Regions from separate parts of the Gossypium hirsutum genome. Here region 2 is linked to region 1. The links are chromatin contacts, called in public Hi-C maps. All regions are on one chromosome and are shown on one strand. The core of a region is the stretch at or near the end of the contact, and the rest is flanking DNA. Distances in the headings are between cores, read along the strand shown.

What was found. A called contact is a pair of places that touch in the nucleus more often than the background predicts.
Region 2: a contact with region 1 is called in a Hi-C map of leaf, with 1.6 times the contacts expected there. The contact joins the promoter of LOC107899302 here to the promoter of LOC107899299 in region 1. A contact is called at or near these places in 3 of 34 Hi-C or Micro-C datasets (callus and leaf).

The regions. Positions count from the first base shown.
Region 1 is chrD04:44,477,991-44,480,690 of Gossypium_hirsutum_v2.1, forward strand. It overlaps LOC107899299 (cation/H(+) antiporter 20), which reads right to left and starts at 1,264. Exons shown (of 4, transcript XM_041091229.1): 1 at 1,016-1,264; 2 at 1-933. The coding sequence starts at 1,195.
Region 2 is chrD04:44,736,612-44,739,311 of Gossypium_hirsutum_v2.1, forward strand. It overlaps LOC107899302 (RING-H2 finger protein ATL33), which reads left to right and starts at 1,421. Exons shown (of 1, transcript XM_016824979.2): 1 at 1,421-2,573. The coding sequence starts at 1,574. The coding sequence ends at 2,308.

The DNA.
Region 1 (2,700 bases), core at 14-2,513:
CATTTTAAACATCAGAGCCACCGCGAATGTCCCTATAATTTTGCCCGCGCAAGCCGTCGATATAACCAGCATCAGTAGTCCCCAAGCCCTCCCACCGCTGATTTTAGCGACGTCGGTTTTCAACCCGCTGGACGCGAAGTACAGCGGAAGGAGCAGACCTGACACGAAATCTTCAATCCTCTCTATCAATCTCTCTGCAAATTCTCCTTCTTTAGGAATCGTTAGTCCGAAAATAAAGGCACCAAAGATGGAATGGATCCCGATCAGGTCGGTCATGAATCCGGATACCATTACACCAGCTAATGTTAAACAAATATATGCCTCATCGACGACATCTCTTTCGGGTGAGCATCGGCGAGCGACCCATTTCATGGCGGGTCGGATTACGATCATCATAAAAACGACAAAAGCAACACCCGAGAGGAGGACCCATACTGATATTAAGGGGCTTTTCTGTTCACCAGGGCCATCGCCAGCAAGAGCAACAGCTAAAGCTAATAAAATCCATGCAGCGACATCGTTGAATGCGGCGGCTGCCATGGCGATTTCTCCCAATTGCGTTGTTAACAATTTGAGCTCAGCTAATATTCGGGCGAGAACGGGGAAAGCGGTGATGGAGAGCGCGACTCCCATGAAAACAAGAAACTGGCCGAAGCCGACTTTGTCAGCTCCTTCAACGGTTTTTCTAATAACAAAGGCAACGCCTATGCCGCAGATGAATGGAAGGGATATCCCGGAAAGTGCTATGCCGAAGGCTCTCTTGCCGGTTCGACGAATAGAGCTTAAATCCAACTCGAGACCTACAAGGAAAAGGAAGAAAAGAAGACCAATGCTTGCCACGGTTTCCAGTATGGGCATACTCCATGATGGAAATATCCGATGCAAGTAGTCTTTGTTTCGACCAAAAGCTGAGGGCCCAAGCAGAATCCCCCCCTGAAAACATAGAATCAATATTCATCATCATAATCATCAAGTTTAATACTAATATAAAGAAACATAGAATCCAGATACGTACAACAATTTCAGCAATGACTTTGGGTTGGCGGAGGGGTTTGAGAAGAAAAGCAAGGAAACGGCTAAGGACAAGAATCAAAGTGGTTTGAACTATTAACAATGGGAAGGCAAAATCGAGAGGGTTATCACCTTGCCAAGCTCCATTTGATGAGGTCTTAATGGAGGTCACGTTAACACCCATTTTCTTTTTTGGGGGGGGGGGGATAACTTTGGGTCAATTTAATTTGTTGATCACATGCAGTAATGGTGTGGAAGGAATGAAAGATGAAGAGAGGAAAGCGGGGATTTATAGCAGGGAGCTGAGCATGCTGGGTTATACTGTTCTAAGCTTGTAAATGTCACGGACTATGGATGCACATAGCGTAAATTGACTTTCTTTGCATTCATTGTCTTCAAATAATAATACTTTTTTATAAAATTATATTGTTTTGAGTACATCAAATATAAATTCTTATTTAATATATATTCATTCTAAACACTTTGTTTTCTTTTTAATTTGCGATTAAAAGGTTTGAAATATTAAAGAAGTTTAATGTTACATATTTCTTAAAATTTGTGAAAATTAATAAAGGACTTGGGAATAATTGATCGCAAGTGTTCTAAAACCGGTAAGTACTAAAATGTGAATCATTGCATAAAATGTTTACGACACCTTACTCCTTACTAATCAACATTAAGCTGGCGTAAGGCTTTGAAGGAAGATGTTGTCACCTGCACCACTCCTACCATGTATAAATATTCAAACATTCCAAATATCAATACTAAAACAGATGTTAAAAGAAATTCCTTTATTTCTTTTTATAACTTTATCTTATTCCATTTTATGAAAATGAAAATTCAATGCAAAAGTTTTGTTGATAGAAGTAGTACAAAAATAAATAAATTTATGACTTTTTTTTTTACTAAATTTCTATAATCAAAGGGTGGTATGTAAAAATCACGACGAAATTTTATTTTATGTATTGGCTCAAATTTTATATTGGGGCTCAAAAGGCGATTTTAAAGGGCTGGTATTGACTTCGACCTTCTTAAAATAAAAAATTGTTATTTAAACTTTTTAAATTTTTTAAAATTTTAAATTAATAAAAATAAAATAACACTTTAAACTTTTAAAATTATAAAAATTTAATTTAATACTTTAAAAATTATAAAAATATAAACTATAAAAAATTAAAATTTTATTCCAACCCTCAAAATTTATTATGACTTTATCCGTATTGAAATGCGACTAAATGTGAGGTTTCAAGGCTGCAGTAAATATTATGATGGAGTGTCAAAGTGTATTGTTTACACGTTTCTGTTTTGCCACATCATGCTTTATTAGGAATAAAATAGCAATTTGGTAAGTGACTGACCAATGACTAGCTAAGCTAAGTGCGGCGGCCTGTTTACGCATGCTTCGCGTTGACGAGTCACAGGAGCTGCCACTTTTGTTGCTATTTTTTTAAAATTTTATTAAAAATATTTTATATTTAGTATTAAGTATTAACATTAAATTTTAATTACATTTATCATAAAAATTATTCAAATATAGTTAGAGGTGTTTATGAGTCAAATTAATCTCATATAAAGTATTTAGATCGAATTTTTAAATTTAGGCTTAAGCAATGTAGCAGTGGTAGATCAATAATTTTTTGTGAATATTTATTTGGGTAATCGATGGTACATTTGCCTGCTGCTTTTATT
Region 2 (2,700 bases), core at 171-2,670, 260 kb after region 1:
TTTTTTAATTATGTCCATAGCAAACAAGTTATTTGAGCAGTTTGATATCTGCTATGTTATCATTGGATAGCAAGGGATTAGAATTTTGGGATAGTGGAGCAGTAGGTTTCTTTTTGGATTTTGACCATAATACGTCTTCTATGTGTTCTTTTCATCTCGGGTTTCTTTTTAGCATATTGCATATTATATATTATTAATTTGGATAACCTTTTATTTCTTTTAAGGGCAAATATTTATACATCCGTCACATATCTTTTAATTAATAAAAAAGACAAAAAGTTCTTAACTTTACTTTTGATGTTAAAAAACGGTTAAAAGAAAAGAGAGTCTATTCACAATAATGCATTATATAATAATCTTTCTTTAAATATTTTTGTACCCCTACATTAGCTTACACAATGGTAACATTAGAGGCAACTTAGAATGCATTCACGGATGGTCTACTGTCTTATTTTTACTAGGTGATTCTCATTCACATTTTTTATATCACCCGCTATGGATTATTTAAATTCTCTTAAGTTTCTTTTTTTTTCCTTTCAACTTATTCTTTCGGCTCTTCACTTGTCATAGGTGAATTAACTTCTTAATAACAATCACCTTTTCTTCTCTATCTCTTCCTTCTTGAAATAATTTGCTTGCGAAATTAAAATAACTAGTATACCTAATAACAATAATTTATTTAAATTCTTTTTATTGCTTAATACTGCACAAGTTGATTTACATTCCACAGCTCGTGACAGCAAGTCAAACTACTGTTTTGGTTGGCATTTAAGTAATAAAAAGTCATTTAGTTGAGTACGTAAGAAAGCATCAGCACCAGATCATCTTTCAGTTACATTAATTCTGCTGGAAGAATAAATCCATCAAATGAATTTATAGAAAGAAAACTTGATGATTTTTCTGACTTGTTAGAATGAGAAATAATGATATGGAGCATAGGCTATAAATTCTATAGTCCACGATTCCATTTGCAATGATGATGGAAATGTTATCTCATCAATTACAATTCTTCTTTGGATTCACACCAAGCAACTGCCTACTTTTCTAAATATATGATAACTGAATTATTATTATTATTTGATAATGGAGTTGAGTTATCTTAGTAGAACCTAATTTCAATTTTCAAAGAAAACATGTGGGTTTCTTCAACAATATCATTGTTAATTTGCTTGGAAGTGACCCAAAGAGAGAAAGGCAGGTTAATCAATGAAATTCCACTCATTCTCTTATGACTTGGATTCTTGCCTAATATAAATTTGGGCCTGAATAATGTGGGCAACGGGTCAAGAACATAAGTAGGTCGAGTTGCATTCATTTGGGCCTCCTTTCTTGACTTTTGCAGTCAAGATTTTAATTACCTTTATGCTTAAAAACAAAATCCATAAACCAATAACATGCGTTGCTTTCATGATTTTATATGAAATTTGTCCCCACATTTCCCTCTCAATTCTTGCTTTTTCAGAATACCCGAAAACTACATCTCCATTCCCCCACCACCGCCCCTAGCACCATTTCTTCCTTTACCTGCTCAATAAAAAATAATTCAAGTTTTACCATTGTTTTCTCCTTTATCATGGAGAACTCACCAACCGTTATCATGTCACAACCACCGCCGCAGCCGCCGTTCTTTGTGTCGTCGCCACCGGATTTCCAGCCTGACAACACGACCAACAGCACTATTATCGGCTCACCTCCCCCATTACCTTTCTCTTCATCACCCCAAATATACCCTCTTACAGATCAAAACGCATCCACTGTTACTATAGTGACAATCAATCAACCCCCACCTTTCCCTGATTCACCGAGAAGCGTTGATTTATCCCCTCTTGAATTCATTCTCGCTCTTATGGCTGTCATAACTATCCCCGCTTTAATCTACTCTTTCTTTTTCGCCGTCAAGTGCCCTCCTTGGTCTTCCGGGGAACGTCATCACGACAGCCCCGAAGACCTTCCCGGTTACAATCATGGGAGTAGTACTGTTGTTGAAATAACCGAGAGGAGGAGGGAGCCTGTTTCAGGTGTCAAGTACCAAAAAGAGACTCATTCTAAAGAAATCGGGAATGAGTGTCCCGTTTGTTTATCAGTGTTTGCAGATGGGGAAGAAGTAAAGCAGTTGAGTGGATGCAAGCACTCGTTTCATACTACTTGCATTGATTTGTGGCTTGACAATCATAACAATTGTCCTATTTGCCGGGCTTCTGTTGCTGTAAAGAGGCCAAACAACAACCGTACGCCGCCGCCTGGTTCAGGCTCAACTAGAGATAGTGATCACCATCAAGGCTTGCCAGATGCAGCTAGTTTGGTTTGATTTTTTTACAACCCTTTATTGCTCAAATTTCAAGAACTGGTAGTACTATAGAATCATGAGTCCAAAGTTGGAAATTGAGATATATTCACTTAGATTTGTCTGTGATTCTGCTATGAGAAGAACCCTTTTTGTGTGCATATTCCTTATTCTTCCAACTAGGGGTGGCCTTGTGTTGATAAATTGCAGCAAAACGCTTGTTTTCACCGACTTCATCAGTCTTGTAATTCTTTACTTGATTTACAAAAAGCATACCTCACACGCGTGATCCACGTTTTATACTTTTACTTCTCTCTTTGACACAAGTTGTATTTGCCGACTGACCATTAATGCTCAAACTCAGTTTACATGATTGTTCCGGAAATAATTTTAAGAATACTTTTAATTAAATTAAC